4 separate regions of the Mus musculus genome follow, and all the other regions are linked to region 3. Evidence: chromatin contacts called from public Hi-C and HiChIP or PLAC-seq data. All regions are on one chromosome and are shown on one strand. Each heading gives the region's core, a stretch centred on a gene start, on an enhancer-like site or on the middle of the called end of the contact. The rest is flanking DNA. Distances are from core to core; before and after follow the strand shown. Region 1 holds the start of Kdm4c (lysine (K)-specific demethylase 4C). Region 2 holds the start of Rasef (RAS and EF hand domain containing). Region 3 holds the start of Frmd3 (FERM domain containing 3). Region 4 has its middle 21 kb from the start of Kdm4c.

Evidence for each region. Hi-C and Micro-C count contacts between places; a contact is called where the count stands out from the background. HiChIP or PLAC-seq counts read pairs in DNA pulled down with a chosen protein or histone mark.
Region 1: an H3K4me3 HiChIP or PLAC-seq map of craniofacial prominence shows a contact between it and region 3, with 5 times the contacts expected there. The contact joins the promoter of Kdm4c here to the promoter of Frmd3 in region 3. A contact is called at or near these places in 1 of 39 promoter capture datasets (liver), 1 of 484 Hi-C or Micro-C datasets (embryonic stem cells) and 3 of 115 datasets of contacts at active chromatin or transcription factors (craniofacial prominence, embryonic stem cells and forebrain).
Region 2: a contact with region 3 is called in a Hi-C map of nephron progenitors, with 1.6 times the contacts expected there. The contact joins the promoter of Rasef here to the promoter of Frmd3 in region 3. A contact is called at or near these places in 1 of 39 promoter capture datasets (embryonic stem cells), 4 of 484 Hi-C or Micro-C datasets (cerebral cortex, cortical neurons, embryonic stem cells and 1 more) and 1 of 115 datasets of contacts at active chromatin or transcription factors (embryonic stem cells).
Region 4: a contact with region 3 is called in an H3K4me3 HiChIP or PLAC-seq map of embryonic stem cells, with 6 times the contacts expected there. The contact joins the enhancer-like site here to the promoter of Frmd3 in region 3. A contact is called at or near these places in 2 of 39 promoter capture datasets (hippocampal neurons and liver), 6 of 484 Hi-C or Micro-C datasets (cerebellar granule neurons, embryonic stem cells, myocytes and 1 more) and 1 of 115 datasets of contacts at active chromatin or transcription factors (embryonic stem cells).

What each region holds. Positions count from the first base shown.
Region 1 is chr4:74,250,533-74,253,232 of GRCm38.p6, forward strand. Kdm4c (lysine (K)-specific demethylase 4C) reads left to right here and starts at 1,347. Exons shown (of 22, transcript NM_144787.2): 1 at 1,347-1,554.
Region 2 is chr4:73,789,259-73,791,958 of GRCm38.p6, forward strand. It overlaps Rasef (RAS and EF hand domain containing), which reads right to left and starts at 1,344. Exons shown (of 18, transcript NM_001017427.1): 1 at 1,266-1,344. It overlaps Gm11240 (predicted gene 11240), which reads left to right and starts at 1,986. Exons shown (of 3, transcript NR_046042.1): 1 at 1,986-2,147.
Region 3 is chr4:74,012,106-74,014,882 of GRCm38.p6, forward strand. It overlaps Frmd3 (FERM domain containing 3), which reads left to right and starts at 1,498. Exons shown (of 14, transcript NM_172869.4): 1 at 1,498-1,811. The coding sequence starts at 1,665.
Region 4 is chr4:74,229,828-74,232,527 of GRCm38.p6, forward strand. It overlaps the pseudogene Gm11405. Among named protein-coding and RNA genes, the nearest start is that of Kdm4c, 21 kb to the right of the region's middle. Within about 2 kb of position 1,309, at least 22 of the 459 cell types and tissues checked have an H3K27ac peak or open chromatin away from gene starts, as enhancers often do. A contact at or near this core is called in embryonic stem cells, where this site is marked.

The DNA.
Region 1 (2,700 bases), core at 97-2,596, 240 kb after region 3:
GTGTTTTATTATTATTATTATTTTTTTATTATTATATCTAAGTACACTGTAGCTGTCTTCAGATGCACTAGAAGAGGGCGTCAGATCTCATTACGGATGGTTGTGAGCTACCATGTGGTTGCTGGGATTTGAACTCAGGACCTTCAGAAGAGCAGTCGATGCTCTTTACCACTGAGCCATCTCTCTAGCCCCCAAGCGGTGTTTTTCCAGTCAAAGAAATATGGTGGTTAGATCTCATTATCTTTCAGTTAATTAACCATATCCCATCTGTCTTTACAGTGCTCCCCCTAAAAAAAAAAAAAAGAAATAAATTAAAAAAAACACATTTAAGTACATTTAAATAGTTATGTTGAGCTTTTTTTTTTTAAAGAGGTGATCAGTTTTTGAGACAGCATATCATGTAGCCCAGTCTAACTTCAGGTCTATGATGTGTTGAGAATGATCTTGAATTTCTAGTCCTCTGATCTCTGTTCCAAGTCCTGGGTTATAAGTATGCACCACATTCATTAGAAATCCTTGTTTTCTAACAACACGTAAAATGATGGTCCTGTGTGCTCACTTTTGTATATGCCTGGTCAGTAACTAGAAGAAATGCAACAAAAAAACCCAGATAGGAACTGTGGGACAGTAAAACCTGTTTAGCCTTTGCAAAACGCTTAGTGTTTAGGCACCTATCTGGAAGTAAGAGTTTGAGATCTGTGTGATTCCTCTGCGGTCTTGGAAGTCAGATTTACACAGACGTGTAGGAAGGTAACTCAATTCAGGATCCCTAATCAAGATTTCTCTAGTCTTTAAGTATTAGACCTTTTTGCTCAAGGGCAGGCTTGGTTGCTAGGAATTTGGGAACACTGCTCACTTGGGATCTCCGACTGAAGTAGGCTCAGAGGTGCAGCCCACTGGTTGGTGTACCGGCACAGGACAATGTCATCGTGAGTCTGGCCTTCCTGACCACCTCCACTCGAGGTAAAAATCAGCCAGCCGTTCTTGCACCGAGGGTTGCCATAGACTCGCACCGAGTCCCTGCAGGCGTGTTCGTGTACTATTTTATTTCAGGTCCAGCCCCTGTGGGAACCTAGTGAGTGATCCGACAAAGATCTGTTGCGCACCTGCTCCTTCTGCTTCGTCAGTGTTTTTCCTCCTTTGAGAAAGAAGAGGCGAGCTTGTCCCCAAGGCAAAAGGAAATACAGCACGGCAAGCGTAGACTAGGCAAGAGGCGGAAGTCTCGGCTTCAAGTCGGGCACCTTTAAGCAGTTTAGAGACCCACGTGACCCAGAGAGCGCCCGGCCCAGCGGTCACGTGGGGGCGCGTGCGCCACACGCAGGCAGAGGCAGCCCGCACAGCCTGCGCGCCCGCGCCGCCTCCCGCCCACCTCCGAGCCGGGAGGGAGGGGAGCGCGGCGGAGGGATTCCGTGGTGGCGCCCCGTGCGCGTGCGCAGCGAACAGCTGTCACCCAGTGCGGAACAAGTCTTCCAAAGATTCCCAAAACCCTCAGGGGAGGCCGCACTTTTCATCCCTTTCATTCGGGTGGCGTCTGGACCTCCGCCAGCGGCGCAGGTAACCTCTTCTTGGTCGGGACGGAGCGGGAAGGGTGGCGGCCTCGGTCCGGTCTTCGCAGGGCAGCACGGGCCTGGGCGCTCCGCGGTGCAAAGCAGTCAGCTGGGAGGGAGGAGGCGGCCCTGACAGTCCATTCTGGCCCTCGGGATTCGGGAGCTCGCTCGCCTGCCTCCCGGGAGCCGATCGGAGGTGCTGTTGCTCCGGACTGCCACGCCTGTGTGGTCTGGGGCGCCGACCGACCCCTCTGCGGCCGACTCCAGGAAGGCCGGGCCTGTGCGTCCTCCGAGCCTCCCTTGGGTCGGGATGTCCGGATCCGCGAGGTAGCAGGTAGCCCGACCCTCACTCGGGTTCGTTCTTGGCCCTAGCAGATGATCTTTCCCTTTTTCTTTCCTCCGTCTTGAGGCCATTTCTTTGTGCGGTTCCTGGGGGGAGCCATGATGCGGGGTAGACAGTGGGCGCTTAATAGATGCGACTTCGTTGCGGCATGTGAACTGCCAGGGAGAGAGGGCGTGTTGTGCGATGGGAATGCCAAGAAGGCAGGCGGTCTAGCTCGGGCTGGAAGTTGGTGTTCTCTGCTCAGCAGTGAAAGCAGCTGGACTCAGTTCTGAGGATTTTCTTGGGGACCCAGAAGGCAGCCGCCGGTGTGGCTGAGCCCGCAAGCTCGCACGTAGTCAGTCAGGTGCTCTGAGAGAAGACTTGGAAGACTTGACCAACTTTTTTTTTTTTTTTTTTTTTTAAATCTTGGACTCAGTACGGTCACTCACACTTGGTGATTTACCTAGTACTGCTTAGAAAGCTTACGTTAGAAATGAAGCAATTCGGAACCCGGGAGACGCTTTTGATAGGCTCGGTAAGCTTAGGTTAGCACCAATCTTTGCTGTATTTCACCCACTTGAGTTTTGCGTTTAAAAAGGGCGGAAGGGAGTGGAGCCTAACTCTTTCTATGGGAAAAGTTATTAGTATTCTAATTTAAAAGTGTGATGGTTAAAACTTTTGGTATTTTTGGTTGTTTTTTGAGTCAGGGTCTTATATGTAGTCCTGCCCAACTTAGAACTCTGTATGGTAGCTAACCTGGTGCTCCAGGAAATCCACCTGCCTCTGCATCACCAGTGCAGGGATTCCTGCTGGTCATATTTCTGCACTGCT
Region 2 (2,700 bases), core at 94-2,593, 220 kb before region 3:
GTACACATAGAGGGACTCATGTCTCGGGCTGCATATGAAGCAGAGGATGGCCTTGTTGGACATCAGTGGGAGGAGAGGCCTTTGGGCCTAAAGGTGTGAGATTCTCTAGTGTAGGGGAATGCCAGGGCGGGAGGACAGGAGTGGGGGAGGGGGAGCACCCTCATAGAGGCGGGCGGGGGTGGGGGGTGGGGTGGGATACTGATTTTAGAAGGGAAGACAAGGAAAGGGGAAAACATTTGAAATGTAAATAAAGAAAATATCCAATAAAGAAAAGGAAAAAAAAAGAATAATAACTACATGTACTGGGAAGATGGCTTGAAGAAAAAGCATAGCCTACAGCAACAGTGTTCAGTTTTTTTCTACTTCCCTGGCTGAGACATTGAGGGGTTTGTTTGTTTTTCCCCGCGTGTATGCAAGGGATTTGTCCTCACACCCAGTTTTTCAACATAATGAGTCACTCAGCCTCCTTGCACAAAATTCCCTTACCGGAGGGAGAAGCTATGATGATGTAGCTTGTGCTGTGGAGCAATCCAAAGGAACCTGACGCCTCCCAGGGCCTTTCCTTTCTTGGAGACCAAGTCTCAGGTCCACAAACTCCCACTTAAAACGAAGTCTCTCAGGTCTATTAAGAACAGCCATAGCTCAATAAAATCGCAGCTAAATTCCAAACACAAAGGAGAAAAAACTTCCAGTGAAAAGCGGAAATGTAACGAAGGTGAGAGTGACGTTCTCACCCTAAAATCGCCCTTGTACTACTTTCGTTGTTAGTAACTAGGTAATAAGTTATGTTTCCTTATCTGTAAGGTCATGGTGTGATTGTGTCCTTTCATTTACTGAATAAAAGCGATTTTTTTTCAGCTTAGAAGACCTGAGATCAAATTTCTGTTTTTAATCAACTAAGCAAGTCATTTGATGCTTGTGAATTTAAATTTCTAGTATTCTTTCTCATTCAGTCCTAAACAGACAAACGTACTTCCTAAACTATCCTTAAAATAAAAAGAGTGACGTCGTGCACATCAATAAGTATGCGAATCCAGCAATGCTATAGCTTTCTTTCCGGCCTTAGCAAACACAACTACTATTATATTATAGGATGCCAAGCTAGCAAACTGCTGAGGGTAGCTTCTTAGTACGGCAGGGAAACAGCAGAAAAAGGTGACAGGTGAGGTCACTGTGAGCCACCCAGAGTGTGCCAGCTTCAGCTGCCGGAGGCTACAGGTGTCAACCACCACAAGCTTGCAGGAAACCCTGAACTCCTTCCCTACCGTAACTCCAGATCTCCTTCCCTTTTCTTTGCGGAGAAATCACCGCCAGTTGTCGAACAGAAAAGGCGACTCACAGATTGGGTTTTCCGTTTGCGAAGCGCACGCCTCCCGCGTTCGCCTGACCACGCACCTGGGAATGAGTTGGGCCTCGTCTCCGAGGCGCGCATGGAAGTCCCGCCACGCGGGGCTCGGGCTCTCCGGCTCTGCCACTTCCCAGGCGCCCTGGGCCTCCGCACTGTCCCGACCGAGCGCTCCGCGGAAGCCACGCGCGAACTCCGGGAAGGTGATGGCGCCATCGCGGTCCGTGTCGAGCCCCCTGAACACGGCCTCTGCTTCGGCCTCGGCCACGTGCAGCTCCGCGCACAACGCGCTGAACTCCGCACGCTCCAGGCGCCCGGAGCCGTTCGTGTCGTAGGTGGCGAAGACGGAGCGCAGCCGGGTCAGCTCCTCAGGGTCCGCGTCCGCCTCCATGGCGCCGCTGGCCACCGCGGGGCTCCGAGCTCCGGGGCTCGGCCAGTGGAGCAGGTCCGGCCGGTTCCGCCACCTGCCGCGGGCGGGGATGTCCGGGTGAGGCGGGGCGCAGGAGAGCCAGACGCTCGCCTCCAGCTGCAGCCGCCCGACTGCTGCCCTGAGCCACAGAGCGCCACTGGTCACCTTCCTGTGAGTAAGCTCCACCCTACCTTGGAGTAAAGACACAGGCTGGCTCCCAGACTTTCTTCTGCAACAGCTGGACCATCTCTCTGTTAAGCTTTGGGGACTTGCTGGAGGCACAAACACAGATCATAATGGCCTCTTATTCAAGTTCTCCTCTGCACCCCAGATACTGACCCTGCCTGCCTGAACATGGAGTGCAAACACACCCGCACCGACCAAAGGGGGAAAGTGAGTAGAGATAAGATTCCAAATTGGCTAAAGTTATTGGCCATGTATCCTCTCGTAATTCCAGACACATGGTAAGTCTGCCTATTCAAAAGATTCTGGTTTAAAAAAAAAAAAAAAGTACCAGAAGTCCATATTCTCTAATGCTATGTTCATTGTCATGTTGATCTCCCATATCCCTAAATAGAAACAGTCACTCCATGACTTCTTGACCTTAGAAAAAACAAATACCAAAATCACTTAGAGAAAGCATTCTTTTTCATTTTTGTACAGGAAAAAAAAATTTTTTAATCATGTTTTCCCCTGTCCCAACTTCTCCCATATTCTCCCCCCTCACCTCCCTCCCTACCCAACTTTATGTTCTCTCTCTCTCTCATCCTCTCTCTCTCTCTCTCTCTCTCTCTCTCTCTCTCTCAAAACAAACAAAACAAAATATCCAAACAAAAGAAAAAAGACCAAAACAACAACTCAAGCCCTGTGTCCTGGCCCAGAGCATGGTTGATATCCTCAGTGACATCCCATTGGAGAAAAACTTATTTTCCAGCAGCAGCAGCAT
Region 3 (2,777 bases), core at 248-2,747:
ATGCTCCCACGATGATCACAACTACCCTCTGAAACTGCAAGCAAACCCACAATTAACTGCTTCCTTTTATAAGAGTTGCCGTTCTCATGCTGTCTCTTCCTAACAATAGAAGAGTGACTAAGATACAATGTTATACTAAATTCTCTCTCTCTCTCTCTCTCTCTCTCTCTCTCTCTTTTCCTTTTGTTATTTGATACAGTCTCACTAAGCAATCCAGGCTGGCCTCACACTCTCTCCTCCAGCTTCATCATTGCTAGTGCTGAGGTTTCAGACAAGGGGCAGTAGTAGGTTGATCGCTCTTGCAGTTTAGAGGATTGAGAAATAGATGCCTGACTGTAGGGTGATTACTAGTGCTGGAATTGCAGAGGAAGCAGGGAATACACAGGACAGGAAGAACGCCAAGTGCACTGCTAGCCACAGCCAATCCCTTCCCAGCCTTTTTCCCTCCACAGCACAGGGTATCCCTCTGGATGAAGGGACTGCATATGTAGCAAACGTTAAAGAACTGACAGCTAACAAGCCTTTCTGGTAGCAATCATTCCTCACTGAAAAAGAAACAACAGAGCAAAGCAGCTTTCATTTAATTCCTATTTTCTAACATTTCTCCCTCCATCTCGAAGTTCTACCTACCTGTAACTGCTGCAACATCTCCGTCACCCCTTGAACCTAGAGCATTTCACACAGGGACAGGGGCTCATTGGGATGACAATGAATTCCTGGAGAGCAACAGAGAATTCCAGGGTTTCCAGCACCCAGAGAGGAGACTAAAATAGAATGGGAAACGTCTTTGTCATTAGACTCCTACTAGATTCCTATGCTGTGGGAGGTGGAGGAGGCTCCCTAAAGAGGGTGGGGCAGAATAGAGCTTCTAGTTGGAGTCTAAGGAGATAGGTCCATAAAAAAAATATTAAAAATTAAAAAATCAAACTATTTAAGAAAGACAATTCCTAACTAAAGATGGAAGACGAGGGCTGATCTCAGTTAATATTAACTTTAAAATCGGCCAGGAATATCCGAGACTGTTACCACGGTCATGTGCATGTGCAATGTTTGTGCCTCTTGCCATTGTTTGATAATCCCTTCCAGCCCAACAGTTCTCTCCATCAGCGGAATTCCCTTGAGGGTGTGTGGGTTGTTCTGCACTCTTTGCTGGCCGCCAGGATCCGGGAATTCACAATGCAGGGCGCCTTTGAGTCGAAGAGAAGCAGGGCAGGGACCATCTAGCAACCGCGATGGGAGGAGGGAGGAGGCGGCCAGTCGGAGGAAAGCATCAGGGCCTAGCCTGACGCAGCAGCAGCCCTGGAAGTGGCCCCCGCCAGAGCTTCTGAGCGTCAGGGGACAGTCGGTCCTGTGCCTCCTCCAACCGCGAGCCCTAGGAGGGTCCTGGGCTCCCACCGCCCTCAGCCTTCAAGCCCAAGCCAAGGGAGGTGCCCTCTGAGCTAGCTAGGAAAGGAGGCGGGGATTGGAGCGTGTGAAGAGGAGAGGGAGGGACGGGTTCTCCTCGCCACTCGCCGCTGGTGGCCGCAGGCGCCCTGCGCTGCCACGGTCTCCGGGCGGAGCTGCACCCGGAGCTGCGACTGTATTGAGAACGTGTGAATGTCCGCGTGGACCAGGGCCGCGCGGGTCCCGCGCCTCCTACGGCTGCCTCCCGCGTGCTGCTGTGTATGTTCGCTTCTTGTCACTGTGCGCCGAGAGGCAGAAGGACTATGAAGATGATTCACTTTCGGAGCTCCAGTATCAAATCGCTCAACCAGGAGATGAAATGCACCATTCGACTGCTGGACGACTCGGAGGTCTCCTGCCATATCCAGGTGCGGTGGCACCGGGGGAGGATGCAGGGCGTGCGGTACTCGCACGGTGCAGGAGTGAGTGAGAGGGCTCTGAGGGTAGGCATGCACTGGTGGGAAACCCATCTCAGCAAAGAAGAGCGGCTGGAATGCTGGATTTGCTTCAGTCCTCAAGATAGGGGCTTTGGCCCTCTATAGTCATCTGCTGTGTGTTATCCTTACCTCAGCCCCCTACCCTGACGTGTTCCCTGGGCTCACTTTACGTTGCTCCTAGGCTGAGACTGTAAGCAAATGTCTCTCGCTTGGCGCTGTACTGGTCCCTTTGGAGCCTATCTCACCAGGACATAGAAGCCACGGAGCCAAGGGAGACCCTTGCATGCTACCCCAGTGTCCTTCTTTCTCATCCACCACGTGGAAAAGGACTCCACCAGCCAGGGTTCGCTCCTGTTTCCCGCGCCCAGGCGGTTTGGGAACCTGCTTCTTGTACCCTGCTGTTTCTCTGACAGGAGCCTGATTTCTCTAGTGTGGTAATGGACTTCTCCAAGTTTCCTAGAAATCTTGGGCTCCAGCCTTGAGGAATGGGATGCACTTTGTATCGATTTGGAGCTACCTCTAAAGAAACATGAAATGTGTGTTTCAGAGAAAGGGAAAAGATTCATGAAGCTTGCAAACGAGTCCTGCAGGAAGCTGGGTCTTGGGTTAAAGAGCTTGGAATTTTGGTGACTATTCATGTGGTCAAGTTGGAGAAGGCACGTTGCTTAGTATTTTTATTGGCCTCTCCCTTCCTTGGGAGATCATTGTCTGTGGCCTCGCAAATATATTTGCAAACTGCTGTTGCTGCTGCCTCAGCTGGTGCTGTTGGTGGTTGTTGGTGGTGGTGGTGATGTGTCTATGTGTTTCTATGCACTCAAACAGGCTGTGTGCCCTTTGGCTGCACTTGTTCAGGCAGGTCGGTGTTAGCTTCTCCTATGACCTCATATGACATGCAAG
Region 4 (2,700 bases), core at 59-2,558, 220 kb after region 3:
TCTCTTCTTCCTTGACAAGTCCTGTCTCCAGCTCCTTGGGTCTCAGGCATGGCTTTTCTTCGCAAGATAACCATCCTTAACCTCAGCTGCTCCTGATTGGCCAAGGAGTCCTGAGCTGATAGTGTTACCCAGCAGCCCCCATCCAGCTGCTCCTGATTGGCCAAGGAGTCCTGGGCTGATAGTGTTACCCAGCAGCCCCCATCCAGCTGCTCCTGATTGGCCAAGGAGTCCTGAGCTGATAGTGTTACCCAGCAGCCCCCATCCAGCTGCTCCTGATTGGCCAAGGAATCCTGGGCTGATAGTGTTACCCAGCAGCCCCCATCCAGCTGCTCCTGATTGGCCAAGGAATCCTGGGCTGATAGTGTTACCCAGCAGCCCCCATCCAGCTGCTCCTGATTGGCCAAGGAATCCTGGGCTGATAGTGTTACCCAACAGCCCCCATCCAGCTGCTCCTGATTGGCCAAGGAATCCTGAGCTGATAGTGTTACCCAGCAGCCCCCATCCAGCTGCTCCTGATTGGCCAAGGAATCCTGGGCTGATAGTGTTACCCAGCAGCCCCCATCCAGGCAGAGCTTTTAAAACCGGGGCTTGGTGCTTGAGAGAAGGATCCGCTGGGAGCTCACATCTTATCCAGTGTGGGGGCGCTTACCTTTCTCTCTCTTCATCCTCAAAGTTGAGGTTGATGGAAGACTAGTGGCTGGCCCTCCCAGATAACAGAGAAGGAAGCTCTAAATGCCACCAGCCTTCCATTTTATGCTTACCTGTAAAAGAATAGATTTTTGCACGTGGTCTGACCCCTGTGAGCTCACTTTATATTGGGTGATGACTATACCTTTTTATTTGTAAGGGGGCAATAGCTGATTCATGGTTGCCAAGGTGCCAGAGATTCCCCGGAGACCAAGGGTGGCTTAAGAGTATGAGTTATTTTTCCTTAACAGCCTCCTTCCTTCTCTGCCAACCAAGGGCCTATATACTCAGTCTCGCTATCCAAGGAGTCCAGTCCTTGGAGCTCTGGGAGCTGTGGTAGCTGTGTTCTCTGCAATACCAGACGGGCTTTTGCAGAGAAGGGAGAATTCAGGGTACACACAGGACTGGACTTAGCCTCCCTAGGTGCCACGGTCAGATGCCGGACATGGATATATATATATATACATACATATATACCTGCTCATCACGGCCATCTTTGTTGTAACCATTTCTGTGTTTATAAATGCATTATCTCTGAAAAAAAAAAGGCAAGCCTGTATACCAAGTGGGCTCTGGGCACGAATACAAAACAGTGTGCCCAGGCCACCATCTGGTGGCACTGAGACAGAACATGCCCAGGCAGGCCACTTGGTGGTGCTGGGACTCAGCAGGCATAAGCCAGCCCATGCCACCACTTGGTGGCGCTGGGACATGACTTGTGTGGAAACAGGCGAACACATAATGCTGTGTGGTGGTGCTGAAACATGGCAGGCAGATGTTCCTGCAATGGCTTATGGTAGTGCTAAGACATGGCAGGCATGTCAATTGTGTGCTAGGCACAGTGCTAAGACATAGCAGGTGTGCAACAGACATGTACACACCACCACATTGTGATGTAGGGTGAAGCCAATACACAAATAGACATGTACACACCACTACGTGGTAATGATAGGAACGGGTTGTATCAGAATAGGTGAACCAGCACAGACACACTGTGGCTCTCAAACACAGCACACTTTCAAACAAGTGTGCACAGGCCACCAGTTGTAAGCCCTTGGACACACCAGGTGTGCAAACAGGCATGCCCAGCTCTACCACGCCCTGAAGCTAGGAAATGTCAGATGTGTGAATATTTGAGTCCATGCTGCCACCTGGTGGTACTGGGACATGGCGCAGTTGCAAAAAGGTTTACCCGGGCCTCCATGTGATGGAACTGGCAAATGGCAGGCATGCAAACAGGTGTGCCACAGGTACAAAGAGACCTATCCTAGGCTGCCACAAGGCAGCATTTGGACATGGAAGAAAACAAAGAGGCAAACCCAAGATATTACGTGGTAGCTGTGATGGTTTGAATGAAAATGGCCCTCTACAACCTCATATATTTGAATGCATAGTAACTAGGGAGTAGAACTGAGGATTGGAAGGATTAAGAGGTCCCATGATCAGCTTCCAAACGCTGACACCATTGCATATACTAGCAAGATTTTGCTGAAAGGACCCTGATATAGCTGTCTCTTGTGAGACTATGCCGGGGCCTAGCAAACACAGAAGTGGATGCTCACAGTCAGCTATTGGATGGATCACAGGCCCCCAATGGAGGAGCTAGAGAAAGTACCCAAGGAGCTGAGGGGATCTGCAACCCTATAGGTGGAACAACAAAATGAACTAACCAGTACCCCCTGGAGCTTGTGTCTCTAGCTGCATATGTATCAGAAGATGGCCTAGTCGGCCATCACTGGAAAGAGAGGCCCATTGGACACACAAACTTTATATGCCTCAGTACAGGGGAACGCCAGGGCCAAAAAGGGGGAGTGGGTGGGTGGGGGAGTGGGTGGGTGGGGGAGTGGGTGGGGGACCGTGTGGGGTACTTTTTGGATAGCATTGGAAATGTAAATGAAATAAATACCTAATTAAAAAAAAAAAAAAACGTACTTGATGTTAAAAAAAAAAAGAGGTGTGGCCTTGTTAGAGTTGGTGTGGCCTTATTGGAGGAAGTGCATCACAAGGGGTAGG